5 separate regions of the Mus musculus genome follow, and regions 1, 2, 3 and 4 are each linked to region 5. The links are chromatin contacts, called in public Micro-C, promoter capture Hi-C and targeted proximity ligation maps. All regions are on one chromosome and are shown on one strand. The core of a region is the stretch at or near the end of the contact, and the rest is flanking DNA. Distances in the headings are between cores, read along the strand shown.

Evidence for each region. Promoter capture Hi-C pulls out the DNA fragments that hold promoters and counts their contacts. Hi-C and Micro-C count contacts between places; a contact is called where the count stands out from the background.
Region 1: a contact with region 5 is called in a Micro-C map of embryonic stem cells, with 8 times the contacts expected there. A contact is called at or near these places in 1 of 39 promoter capture datasets (embryonic stem cells), 2 of 484 Hi-C or Micro-C datasets (both in embryonic stem cells) and 1 of 130 datasets of targeted methods (pancreatic cancer cells).
Region 2: a promoter capture Hi-C map of liver shows a contact between it and region 5, with 2.6 times the contacts expected there. A contact is called at or near these places in 3 of 39 promoter capture datasets (cranial neural crest, liver and stem cell-derived epiblast-like cells), 1 of 484 Hi-C or Micro-C datasets (embryonic stem cells), 2 of 130 datasets of targeted methods (embryonic stem cells and fibro-adipogenic progenitors) and 1 of 9 other capture datasets (adipose tissue).
Region 3: a targeted proximity ligation map of astrocytes shows a contact between it and region 5, with 4 times the contacts expected there. A contact is called at or near these places in 3 of 39 promoter capture datasets (the 3T3-L1 cell line and hippocampal neurons), 2 of 130 datasets of targeted methods (astrocytes and embryonic hindbrain) and 1 of 9 other capture datasets (embryonic stem cells).
Region 4: a promoter capture Hi-C map of 3T3-L1-derived adipocytes shows a contact between it and region 5, with 5 times the contacts expected there. A contact is called at or near these places in 7 of 39 promoter capture datasets (the 3T3-L1 cell line, 3T3-L1-derived adipocytes, the HPC-7 cell line and 4 more).

What each region holds. Positions count from the first base shown.
Region 1 is chr19:27,215,753-27,218,452 of GRCm38.p6, forward strand. It overlaps Vldlr (very low density lipoprotein receptor), which reads left to right and starts at 1,268. Exons shown (of 18, transcript NM_001161420.1): 1 at 1,268-1,944. The coding sequence starts at 1,863. The region is part of intron 3 of Gm35438 (a long non-coding RNA gene); the gene reads right to left.
Region 2 is chr19:27,410,166-27,412,865 of GRCm38.p6, forward strand. It overlaps Pum3 (pumilio RNA-binding family member 3), which reads right to left. Exons shown (of 18, transcript NM_177474.5): 13 at 2,017-2,097. Among named protein-coding and RNA genes, the nearest start is that of Pum3, 18 kb to the right of the region's middle.
Region 3 is chr19:27,580,591-27,583,355 of GRCm38.p6, forward strand. No RefSeq gene overlaps it. Among named protein-coding and RNA genes, the nearest start is that of Gm35697, 87 kb to the right of the region's middle.
Region 4 is chr19:27,514,011-27,516,772 of GRCm38.p6, forward strand. No RefSeq gene overlaps it. Among named protein-coding and RNA genes, the nearest start is that of C030016D13Rik, 85 kb to the left of the region's middle.
Region 5 is chr19:28,676,940-28,679,639 of GRCm38.p6, forward strand. D930032P07Rik (RIKEN cDNA D930032P07 gene) reads left to right here and starts at 1,285. Exons shown (of 5, transcript NR_045330.1): 1 at 1,285-1,366. Glis3 (GLIS family zinc finger 3) reads right to left here. Exons shown (of 11, transcript NM_175459.6): 1 at 2,657-2,700.

The sequences.
Region 1 (2,700 bases), core at 18-2,517, 1.5 Mb before region 5:
GCAGTTTCCGCCCATCTCCTACCCTCTGATTATACACAACAGCATCCACAGTGAGCAGCTTTGAAAGACCCCATCTGCATGTGAGATTATCCATCACAATGAGGCTAAATTACACCGATCAAAATGTACCCTGGCTGAGAATTACCCCCAGGGTCTCCTGGGTACATGAGAACATCTCTCCTAGTAGACTGTCCCCAGAGAACTGCTCAAGAGAACCAAGGTGACATTACAATGCCAGAAGGAAGCTAGGACATGGAATCTGAAATCTGTCAACTTTGATTCATTCGAGGTACAGCAACTTATAAAACAGAAGCACATACACACATATTAACAGGTGAAATAATTTGGAAAAATCTGTGGTATACCACAGAAAGCATCTCAACCAAGGCGATGTGTTCAAGAAAACTGAAGTACACTAAGAACAAACCATAAACTTAGGTCCTGTCTGGCACCCACCTCCCTCCAATCTATCCTCTCTGGGAGGGTTGACTTCTTTCCCTCCACAATGCTTATAATTGAACGTTACAAACTATACCAAGAATAAATCTACCGGGGTCCCCTTCCTCCAACCAGAAAAAGGTTAAGCTTTTAATTACAGGCCCTCAAACTATCATTTTGTGCAATTAGCAATTAACTCTAATCGTTGATGAGAGAATGCAGAGCTGCGCTGGCAATTTCCCTCCTCCCCATCCCAGACTCGGTTATTTTAGTCTTGTTCTATTACAGAGGACAAGCCACAACCGCGGGAGCGCTCTTGTTCTTTCTCTCTTTCTCTTTCACACACTCTTACTTAAAGCCACATTTAATTTTTAACAAAATGGCATCTCAGCTTGCCATTGAGATGGGACTCCGAACCCCACAGCAGAACAGCGGAGCTTTCGCACCCCTCCTCTTCATCACTTTCAGGTTGGAAAGAAGAGTCCCCCGGAAGATGCTACCTACCGACCTCACTACATCAGCCCTTCCTAGGGGCTCAGGAGAGGGAGGAAAAGGGTTCCTTGCTGCCCCCCAGACCCCTCAACTGCCAGCCCCATCAAGCCTGGAGGCGGTGGCAAGAGCAGCAATAGTTGCATCAGCGCTCCTAGCCAAGGCGCCAGGAGGGTACAGTAGCAACTGTAGGGAGCTAGGGAGCGCACAGCTGCTGCGGCCGCAGGTTCCCTGGATCAGGAAATTAGGACAGGCACCCGGGATTGGAGGTGAGGACGGTGCGCGAGCCAACCAGCGGCCGCCCCGGGTCCCCCGTGAGCCCCGGGCCAACGCGCGGAGCAGTCGAGCCCCTGGAGCCATCCGGATGGCGGCGGCGACAGCCCCAGCCCCAGCCACTCACGCACGCACGCTGCCACTTGCCCCCGCACCCTCCTCACTGCGCGCGGGAGAGCGGTGCGTGCCTGAGCTGCTGGGCTGAGCTCCCCCGCTGGGGTCCCCGCGCCGCTCGGCCGCGCTCCTGCGGCCGCCCGGGTGGTTGCCCCCAAACCGCTCACTTGAGCTGTCCTCGGTGGCGAACGGGCTCCCCGCCCCCTCCTCCCGCGCCGTTCCCTCCCCTCTCCCTCCCCTTCTCTGCAACGCCTGCATTATTTTCCGCCCGCAGGGTCCGCGCGCACACCGCGGCCGCGGCGGGGGAGGTGACCGGGTGGGTGGTTGGGTGGGTGGCTGGCGGGGAGTAGAGTGTGCAAGTTGCAGGGAAAGGGTGCCCGCTCCTTGCGTGCTCTCCGTGCTCCCGGCTCTTCACTCCTTCCCCCTCCTCCTCGTCTCCTCCCTCCCCGCCCCCACCTCCTTCTTCCTCTCCGAAGGGCTGGTAACTTGTTGTGCGGAGCGAACGGCGACAACGACGGCGCGACGGAGGCACCATCCGGGCGGGCAGCATGGGCACGTCCGCGCGCTGGGCGCTGTGGCTGCTGCTCGCGCTGTGCTGGGCGCCCCGGGACAGCGGCGCCACTGCAAGCGGTGAGTGGGGACGCGCCCCTCCGCACTCGGCCCGAAACAAGCCGAGGCGTCCGCGATCGCCGCGTTCTGGGGGACCCCGGGGCTCCTCTTGCCCATCCCCTCCTAGCAGGCGCCTCTCCACGCTCCTCTCCTGCCTCCCCTCCCCACCCGGGTGGCGCCTCTGAGCTGTCAGAGCCGAGGTTACTGGGAGCCAGGCCCGGGGGACGGTGGGGTTTAGGGTGTCCTAAAGCGTCCCTTGAACTTGTTGTCATTCTTCTGTGTCCCCCTTCTTCCCAGAACCTCTGTTTTACATGGTTTTCACCCCCCATTGACAAGGGCTAGGGGATGTGGGCTTTGGAGCCACTGAACAATGGTTCTGCCTCCTCTGCCAGGCGGGCTGTTAGGACCGTGGCAGAGCACGGGGCCTGGAAGCCCGAGTGCGCCCCTCAGACTTAAGCAGGGTTGAGAGCGCACAGTGGGTGAAGGTGGGCGTCTCCGAGGACACCGGGCGCCAGGTGCCGGCCGAGCCGGGAGTCCTCGCGCTGCCGTGAGCAAGCGCACGTTCGGTGGGCGGCAGCCTGGAGGCCGAGCCATGACAAGTACGCAGCCTGCGCCCGGGACTGAGACTCCCCAGGCGCCGGGCCGTCTCTCGGGCTCCAAGAGTGGCTTTCAACTGGACTGTCCTCCGAGTGCTTTTCTTTCTCCCATCCCCGGGGATTCCGCAGCTACTGCGGCTTTTAAAAACCTCTGGGGTCTCTGAGATAACTGAACGGGGGA
Region 2 (2,700 bases), core at 81-2,580, 1.3 Mb before region 5:
CCTGTGCACACTAAAATAAATGGGACCACATTTCAATTATAAATATGCTCATTTTGGAAAGGAAAGTAGATAAGAAACAGCTTAAATTTAGTTTGAAAAATGAAAGAAAGAAAGATAGAGCTGACCAGGTTGAAATTTTGACTTAACATTCGGGAAGTATGGATACCCCGAGGAGCACCTGGCAATTCTAGGCCTTTTCTGGCTATTTTCAAAAAGCACTACAACAGACTCTGTGATGGATGGGTGGGGAAATGCGAGAGCAATGAACATTAAGTACGGCTTTATCACTAACTTTGGGGCTTAATGGTACCCAGAACTGGTAGCGCATTTGTCAGCGAGAGGCATGTCCATGAGTCTTTAGGAACTTGGGCTCCACAGTTGTGGACTTCAAACTGATAAGCAAGAGAAATGAAAACAGCTCCAACAGCAAGCTGAAGTGAGATAAATCGCTGGGAAAGACCAACCCAGCAGATAGTTCTGGCAAGTCCTGAAGGGTGATTGTTTCCCTTGAAATCCATTTGGAACAGTTATGCACATTTTCAATTTTGTGAAATATTACACAAAAGCAAACTTTCAATAGGCCAGCCAGTTTCCATTTTTGTGAAACAGCTTTATTCATAGCCAATTCTACACCCTCACATCTCTGTCACAGAAATTAAAAACAACCACTATTGCTTGGAGTCAAAGGGTACTAAAGTCCCAAGGAACATGTCAAAACACTCAGTCTGTGACACAAAATCTTGCCAACATGTTCCTTCCCACAACCCAGTCCCCACAAATGTCATTACAACTTGAAAACAGTCAACAACAATGCGGGAAAGTGCCAGCGGGGCCTGAGAACCCACAGCTGGGACTGACAGCTGCCATCTGAACAGACCTTCCCCACCTCCCTTCTACTAGAGATAAACAAGTCAACACCCAGCCACCCTCATCTGCGACTAAGAAGGCGACAGCACCCACACCTAACCACAGTCTTTCTTTCCTCTACTGACACTGTGAGTCTCATTTGTCAGTAAGATTTCTCTAAGGCTCCATTCGTGTGCAAACACAACGGCATTTATGATTTCCAGTTGAACAATTGTGTTCACAAAGACTAAGCAGTTTTGAAATCATTTTCAGTTTTGGTCTTTGATACCAGTACTGCACTTTCTCTTCCCCACTCGGGCAATCTCAACCTTATCCATTCAATACTTGTGTATCCTACACATAGGGAAGAAAGACTTACACAAGCAGAATGAGAAAAGGAGCATCACAAAGGACAGATAGTTCTGACTATATCTACTTCGGAGTAGCTTTCCCAAGAGTCCTGAAAGTCAAGTGCAGGGATAAAGACCTTTACTCAAGTATTACGTAACCTTTGGTCGTTGGATTAGACCTGCATAATTGGTTGTAAGAGGAAGTTAATGTTTCAACTTTAATAACATTTAACCTGATTCTGTAAAAGGATGTCACAGGCACAACTGAGTAAGTGCTGGGTGTTGTCTTCTCCATCCACATAACCCAGCACACAGGGATGGATGGCAAGGACAACTGCAGAGGCTGCTTGTCCACACGAAGTGTGTTTAACTGAGCCATCACTACATAGGCAACCATCAATCAAATTTAAGCACTGTTTTGTGAAAAAAAGAATTTAATCAACTTTACTCAAAAGTAGAAGTGTCAACATTACATCTGTCATAGGTATAGGAACAATTTGACTTCAAGAGGTGGTGATGTCCACTGTGTGTGGACACTGTGTGTGTGTGTGCGTGTATGTGTGTGTGTGTGTGTGTGTGTGTGTAAAATGTCATTTTCACCATGGTCATTTAAAACAATTACTATCCAGTTACAAGGTTGGAATGCACACAGGAACAGAACAAGATTCTAAAATAACCCATAGCCCAGGTGACTAGAAAGTCATGGAAAACATAGACAGAAAGCACAGGTTAAATAAAGTGTTTATATAACATGTGTGACATTAAACTTCAACACTATCAACTGACCAACGCCAGCACTCATCCCATCCAAGTTACTTACTGATATGATTATCTGCTTCACAAGCTTAGTATCATCAATACAGTCAAACGCTGCCAGGAGAACCAAGTGAGAGTACTGGCCCTATAAGAAAGGGGAGACAGAAAAGGTTAAAAGATTTCACACAGAGCTGGCAAAACCATTCTTGTGGGTAAAGGCACTTGCTGCCAAGCCTGATGACCTGAGTCTAATCTTCTAAAACCCATGTGGTAGAAGAAGAGAAGAGACTCTCCCATGTTGTCCTCTGACCTCTATGCATGTGCAGGCCACATATCCCCCAACATATATATGTAATAAAAAATTTCACAAGACAGAATAAGAATAAACCCCAGAAACCTAGACCTGATAGCATATGCATTTAATCTCAGCATCTGAGGAGCAGGTACATAGATCTCTTTGAGATCTACATTATTATTATAGTGAGAATCAGTCTTTAAAAAAAAAATGAAAAAAGGTTCCTTCTTATACAGTCTCCCCATAGAGTCAGCACCAACCCCAGGTAAGCAAGGTAAATCAAAGCCACTCAAATGAACTAGCTAATTATATATCAAAGATAAGATTAATTTAAAAAGAGAGAGAACCAAGTCATCAAACAGCCCAAGTACCAGAATCCAACATCTAAGCAAGCACTCAGTTCATGAATTAATGAATGGCTATTCGAAAAAAATTTTAATGAGATAATTAAAC
Region 3 (2,765 bases), core at 96-2,595, 1.1 Mb before region 5:
TACAGACAGACCCAAGTTTGCCCACTGTTCAAGTCACTTGGTGTCACTGTGAAGCAAGTGAGCCTCCTTTCCGCCATACAAGCCATGCAACTATCTGTATGTGTTTTTCTGTCATAGAGTAGAGAGCATCCGCCATTCTTTTGTCTTTCAGAGCATCTGAACTCCTTTTCCTGTATAAGGAATGCCCCACTCCCATACCATAAGAGGTCATAAGCCTGTCAGAGATTCCCTTCCAAAATGCCTACAGCTAAAGCATGGGTATGATCTGGAGTTAAGAGGCATCTTGCATGAGAGGTAGTGGAGGGGTGTCAGGGGTGTCAGGGGATGCTCAGAGAGTGAAAAAACAGGAACTGTGTAGAGTTTACTCTGGTAATTCCAGGTATGCAGAGGGAGATACTAAGGATGGCAATAAAAACTAGTATAGTATGGCAGCTATGTAGGGGCAGAGTCTCTGGTTGCATTGCTGTCTTCCTGACATCAAGCCTGCAGCCAGAGTTTCCAAAGTCTCCTAGTTATGTTGCCTCCAATTTATCTGATGTTTCCTTTTAGGGATGTTTTGTTTTTCCATACATTAACAGGGTTGGTTTTTGATGCTGGCAGCCCAGCATCCTAATAAGCAAAGATGGAATGAGATAGAAACACAAAGCTGCTAGTAGGACCTGTGAGCTGTTTCCTGACACAGTTCTGAACTGCCACTGGGTTAACAACAGTCTGGGTGAGAAGTGGAGGGTTAGAAGCACCAGACAGAAACAAAAACTGACAGACACAACCATGCGGGCACACCTAGCCTGCAGCCTCCATTCCTGGAGATGATTAAGGTCAGCCTCATTGGCACACCAGGTTAGCACAGGGTGTGCAGTGTTTTAAAATGAGAGGAGAGTGTCAGGGTAGGACTGGGAATAGACCTGAGTAGGGATTTTTGACCAAACTGATGCTAATCCTATGCCAAATAAAATTCCCAAGAGAAGAGCCAACCAGCGGCCTCTGCCAATCTGCATATCAGCTGACAGCCTAAATAGGTTGCTTTGCATGTTTGTTATTTATGCTTTCCGTTAAGCCTTCAAATCCCTAAATTCCTTCTGCCTGTGCCAACCTCATATTTGGATGCTCTGAGCTGCTGCAGCAACAGGGGATTCTCCTCCTCCGTGAGAACGCTGATTACAAAAAAAATAAATAAATAAAAAAATAAGCTCCCAGCTCCTGCTTACTCTCACAAGTTTCCAGCAACTGGTGCCCTGACAAATGAAGTGTCAAAACATTTCCAAATTAAAGCCCCACAGCTCACACCACCCCACTTCCACAGCAGGATGGACTTTCCCTGCTTACACCCAGCACACACTTGAAGAAACTAAAAATAGCCAGATGGCAATTAACAGAAGCTCCAAGGAAGGGAGATGGGGTAGGCTCCAGCAGGGTCAGTTTCCTGGATGGCTTCCAAATGCAGCTCTCCGCCAGCAGTGCTCTGGCCAAGAAAGGGTTTTCATTAAAACTCTATGAAGGAGGCAGAATGGGGGAAAAAAATTAAGACTTGAAGGATCTGAAATTATAGTCGAGAGAAACTACAGCATCGTTCCCCAAGAGAAGAACGACAATAGTGTTGGCTAATGCGTGTTGAGTTCACATTTGGGGCCATCCACTAAGCAACTCAAACACACAGAATTATCTTTAAGTGCCAAGGACTCTAGGAGGGAAGTATGGTTCTTATCACCACACTGGTCTCATAGATAAGGCGACCAAAGCCAGAGAGAGCAGACAATCTGCCTAAGACCCCACAGGACAATCTTGATACACCCCCATAGCAGGTGTACGACAACGAGTCAAGCTGCAGTCTCAATAGCCCTTAGACTCCGGAACTCAGGAACTTGACCACTGTGCAGTGCTACTTAGTGTGTTTGGGGGAGTTGAGTGACCAGAGTATGTTCATTTTATTGCTATTCCTAGAGATATCATCTCCTTTAGGACTTTCAGCCAACCCTTCCATGGCAGTGGCTTTTAAGGTTGTGCGTACGTTCCATAGACAGACTACCTAGGTCTTAATTTGGCCTTTTCATTGCTATTTACATAAAACCGGGAAACTATTAGCCTTTCGGGGCCATAATTCTCTCATCTCTGAAAGGGCAATAATATTAGCATTTATTTCATTTAAAAAAAAAAAAAAGGCTGTCAAGAAGGTTAAAGGAAACTGTTGAAAGCCCTCAGCTTGGAGCTTGCCTGTACAAGCTTCTGTATAAATATAAACCATTGGCCACTCTAAGCCTCGTCCCTTTAGGTGAAGGGTTCCCTTTTAGGTGAAGAATATAAAGCTTTAGTGAGAAGGTGCAGCACTCTACAGACTCACTGGAGTTTTTCTAGAATGGTCTTCAGTTAAATGGAAGCATACAGGCTGGAAAGCAATTTCTAATTATGATGGATCTGGAGGCAGAGCGACTAACCACCTGCTTTATCTCTGTCTGACAAGGGAGATTGGGGACAGCTCCTTGCTTTCATTTTCAGAAGGGAGTGTAAGTAGCCATTTACCTTTCCTTTCCCCACCCCACCCCACACCTGCCCCCGACTGTGGGAGTGACTCAACATACTTGGGACACTGGGAAATGGGACTGTCCACAGCCCGTTGATAGCCTAGCCTGCCTTCACTGATTTAAAAGAGCATCCTTCATCTACTGTGTGAGGTATGTTTCCCTAGTATCCTCCTGGAAACCAATTGTTTGGGATGCAAATGGATGGTGAAGTTTCGTTTGGGGGTGGAAGGACTAGGAAGTTTCATT
Region 4 (2,762 bases), core at 76-2,575, 1.2 Mb before region 5:
TGATCCCCCAACCATAAATTTACTTCTTAACTAGTTTTGTTACTGTTATCTACTTTTATGAAACACAGTGTAAACATCTGATGTGCCGGATATCTGATATGTGACTCCCAAGGGGCTGGGGGGTGGTCGACCCACAGGTTGAGAAGCACTGGTCTAGGCCAAGAGGTTATTGAAATGAAAGACAAAGTCGGCAGACCATGAGGATGCAGATGTGATTGCACTGGACTCAGAAGGACTGCAGACATTCTTTCTCTGTGATGCTTTGTGTTGTATCCTTGGCTTCTAACAAAAACACCATTCTCTCACAATCTCATTTGAACTGTCCTTTGATCCATGCGCTATTTTTATGAACCAGTAACTACTGGGGTCGAATGTATTTGGAGAAAGATCAGAAAGCCTTGAGTTGTGCAGAAGAAGTGGTTGCAAGGATTTCAACACTAAGATAGTTTAGCCTAGGAATCAACTATCTATGAGTTTCACAATAGAACCCGGCAGCATGCCAGCTCTGTTGAGTGAGTTTCCTTAGAAAACATTGCTTCACTGCAGAATCATGGCCATCACAGTATTTAGGAGGTCCTGGATAAGATGAATAACAAGAAAGCTGTCCTTTCCTGTGGCAAGACTCTACCCACATTCATAGTACCTGACCCTTCATAAGCAGGAGCTTCTGACTTCTGTGAACAACTACCTCCAGGTTGCTACATACGTGATGGCTCTGCATCACTCAAGTGGCTCTGCCATTTTCAAGCATGATAGATGCCTACCACCCACTCGTATACAACAACGAGGGAGCTGGGAAGTGCCCTTTGGCTCCTGCTTTGGTATATTTCCTGTTCACTGTCACCTCAGCCCTCCAAGTCTCAGGTGACTCTGGATTCCTAGGACATGTGTTCTATTTCAGCTTTGCCAAAGTACACACTCATCTAATCTTTCTTTGGTACAGCTCAGTAGTGCTCCTATCCTCCTGTGCTGGAGCATATCTGGTTGTCTCTGGGTATGAGATCCCATGTGACCTGTGGTGAAGTGAAGGACTAGTCAGGATCTGAAGCTTGAGGTTTTAACCAATGAGGGCTGAAAGACACTGTATAAGTTATTTTCTCCTCCCGTACGCTGTATAAACTTCCCTGTAGCGCAGTTTATTTCACTGCAATACGATGATCCTGAGATACCAAGCTGTCCCCTGATGATTGGTTGATACCACAAGGTAGTCATCTTGGAAGGGGTTTTTACATCAGTTCTCCATTCTTGCTTACATTACTCATGTCTATTCATATTTCACTGGGATTGCATTCTTTAGCATGGCAGGCTACAAATTTTGCCTAAGACCCTGCTTCTTGGAAAACTCCAGCCCAGACAATTGATACCATGTGTGGCTTGGAATGGGGAGCATTGAGATGGAACAATAGATTTCTCATTCCATGTGGTGGGCAGAGACTGCTAACTCTTGGACTGATTTATCCTTATTTCTAAGGTCTGCCTGGTAGTTAACCAGGATGCAGCAGAGAGGTGAAACATTGGGTTATAAGATGGCTATGCTTGAAGTTTGGGATGGGGATAAAAATTATGTGGAATGAGGAATAGGAAAACCTCTGATTGCTGAACGAGAAGCTTTGCAAACACAAAATTATAATCTCAGAAAAGCTAACCCCAATCCATAAATCAAGACATAAACCCCCCAAAGCTCTTCTAGCAGAATTAAAGGAGCTTCGAACCCTTGGTGCTTACTCTGCAGAATGTAAGGTGATTTCACAGCCAGAGGTCACATCCTTAAAGCTAAAATCACCGTCACTCCAAGCCAGACAGTAAAATGGAACACTAGAAGGGAGCAATCAGATATGGGGCTTGCCAGAGGAAGAGCAAGGTGCTAGAACTGACAGTCTTACCGTTGGATTGGACCAAGCAAAGAATATCGGGTGCTTTTTCAATGATCCCACTGGAGACTTTCCAATGTTCCTGAATCCCATAGGTCAGCAGAGACAGAATTATTCCCCCACTTACTGAACAACAGCCTCCCCTTGCCTAAGGACTTCACAGCAACTTTTGGATTGTGTGGTAGAAAGATGGGTGTTAGTCTCCCCAAGATCTACCTCTAGGCTAAAGGTCCTCACTGTTGATAGGCTGATAACTCAACCACAACTTTGAGAATAAATGGATGTCTTACTCCAGGATAGAGTTTGTGTTCCTATGAAATTGCAGATACTAGGTAATATTCTGTGCTAAGAACCAGGAAGGGCTATAGGAGATTAGATTGTAAGGGGATTGTATTAAAAAGAGTAAACTGTAATCTGGATGTAAGTCATTGAGAAATCCTCTCATAGGTTTCATTATTTTGCTGGCATGTTGACTTGAAGCTTGGTCATCATGTTGGTCTACAGTAAGTGAGACAGAAATTTATATTGTGATCAGAAAGATAGAAGTGTTATGTGAATATATTATGGGAGACTTGAGAATATTTGACCTGGGAATTTTTTGAGAACACACACACACACACACACACACACACACACACACACACACACACACATCCCAGGAAACATTCCTTTCACAATGGAAACAACAGTGGCATCTTTGAGAAGCTTAGGGTAGGTGTTCTTGGTAACCCCCAAATAGTGGTATGTTATGCTAGTGGTATGTTATATTGTGTTCCTCGCAGGTATACTTTGAATAAAATTTCCCAGTGTCCAAAGCAACAAAGCAAGAATTAATGATTATGGTCCACAATAACGCAATTACTGTGACACACATCAAGTGTAGTGAGGCAG
Region 5 (2,700 bases), core at 35-2,534:
ACGGGACAACTCCAGGTATCCAAACTCTGCTAACCGGAAGAACTTTGGTAGAATCGCCAATGAAACTGGTGGAAACATTGGATGGACCAACGATGGCGTGAAGAAAAGCCACTCTACCTGAACTGACCTCAAGGGAAGCAAGGAGACAGGGAATCCACCCAGAGCACACAGAAGTAATTACTCACTCTGAAGGAGGCCTGAGTCCTGACAGGAAAGAAAAGACACGAACTAAGTAGCAATAAGAATGGGAAGAAAGCCTCCTTCAGTTCAAGGGGGAGGGGCTGGAGCTCCTCTAAATGAACACTGTAGCAGATCCTAGTAAAGGCCTTAAATGTCAGCAGTTCTCACTAGAGAAGGGGGGGGGGTGCCCTCTCACACAGTTCTCTCTCTATAGATCATTTCCAGGGACAGCCTTCATTGTTTTTCTGCAAACTTTTGCAGGCTGCACCTGCTTTGTGTAGCCTCACAGGAAACCAAAGAGAAAAAGGAGGAGTAAGAATTTTTAAACTAACCCAAATTCATTTTTACAATGAATCAAAATTCCTAACGTAGTCTAAAAATTGAAGTCCAACGGGCACGGAGACATTTAGGGAACCGGGCCTGGCTACTTCCCAATGAAGAAATCGTGACTCATCAAAGCTTCAGAACGGACACAAGAGAGTTTGCATTTGTCTGGAGTTCACCTTCGGGCCAAGAAATGCTCTCCACTGTGAGCCTCAGTGTTTTTTCTAGATGCTTAAGTTTGGCAGGGGTTCTTTCTCTGGGTCCCATAACCCAGAGAACTGGTCCACTGGGGGGAGCTGTATAAACTTCTCTTTCCTCACCAACTCTAGGGCCACCTGAGACCACTACCCCCAATTCAAGAGATGTTGAAGTCCTAAAGCTCTAAGGAATTGGAAAGGTGTCCTCTCCAATTGCAATTGCTGGAGTGCAGTCCCTGCGGGCACTGCTCTGGAGAATTCCGGAAGTGATCCCCTACACTCTATCCCATGGGACCTAGCGGATGTCAAGGAAGACAAGCCAGGAAGGGAGGTACACAGAGCAGAGGAACCAGGAGTGGCTAGGGGTGCGGGGTCAAGATGTGCGGCCCGGGACAGTGGGTGAACACCCCTCCTGGGGTCCTCAGCACCCTCCCACACACGGCACACCCACACACCTTTGCCCCGCGGGGGGTCTTGGGTCCTAGCCTCAGGGATCTCCGGAGGTGAGCGAGGGGCGGGTCCGGAGGTGAAGTGGAGCCTTCCCGGTGCTCTGGGCAACCAGACCGCCCCCGCTCTCCCCCCTCCCCCTCCCGCGGCGCGAGCGAGAGAACGCAACAAAACAAAACAAACTCGTGCCGGCTTCCTGTTGTGCAACCACTTTCTGAGTAAGTAAGGGGCTGAAAGGCCGCCAGTTAGGAAGCCGGGCTGCGGGGGACCCTGCTGGCCAAAGCACCCGGAGCCGCACTGGGGTACATAGGGCCCTGCACTGTGACCCTGTCCGGACCACGGGGCGACTACCCTCCCTGCCCCCACGAGTGTCGTTTTGCTATTGCCTCCCAAACACACTACCAGATCTAAGGGCGCGACCTCGACGAACCTTTTTGCCAAAAAAAGAAAAAAAAAAAGGAAACCTCCAAAAGTTTCCTCCAGGTACCTACTTGAATCATCCATAGTAGGATGACAAATCCGCCCTGGTCAAGGTTTTCAGACACTTGGGTGAGTTTCTCGTCCCCCGGGTGACTTGTCAGCTCTAGTGAGTAACTTGGAACTGTTGCTTGGGGCAAGGTGTGTGTCTAGGAGAGCCAACAGCTCACTCACGCTTTCCAGAAAGTGATCCCGACCGACTTCAAAATAGACACAGGGTCATTTATAGGGACCGGAGCCTTGAAGCGGGACTCGAGACAGACATTTCCCAAACAGTGCTGACATTTTGTCCCCGGCCCATAAAAATGTAAACGCGAGGTGACAAACCCGGCGGGGAGTGCTAGGTGTCTGAATGTGTCTGCGATTTCGTGGCGTGGGAGGTTACAGTTGAAAACTTGGCGGCTGCGGGTCGATGCACCGCTCCTAACTAGTAGCTGTGCCCCCAAACCCGAGGACCTCACTGAACAATGGGGACACCAACTTGGATGAGACGGAGAAGTGAAAAACAGCCTTCGTGGCGCCCCATAAACACGTGGAAGCCGAAAAGACAACTACAACCCCGACTGTGAGCTAAAGACCTCAAAGTCCCATCACTCCCCACTTTGCCAAAGTTTCCCTAAGTAGGACCCCGGTGCTCGCCCTGTATCTGGCCCTGATTGTGTAACCTTCTGGTACCTGTATTTTCAGTTAAAAGGCACGGAGACTCTCCCTCATAAACGAAACTTCCACACCTTGTTGGTTTCCTTTCTGTCTACACCCCGCGCTCTTAGGTAACTGACAGCCAGTTTGATGGCTAAATGAGTATTGCCATCAGCCTCGGTAAGGTGTGCCTAGGTCTCTAGAAGCCCTGTGAGTCTGGGGGAGTTGGTGTGCTCCTGTCCTCAAACCCGTGCGAATGCCACCAAGCCGGCATGCAGAAACTCTTTCTAATCCCGAGTTTGCGTCCCCAGGCTTGACCGCCCCCACACTCTCTAGCGCCTTCTCTCTCTGTCCCTCGCCTGCAGAACAAAGTTCCTATGGCATCCACTTACCAGGTAACCGGATTTCCACAACAAAGCTAGGCGAGCGAGTCCCT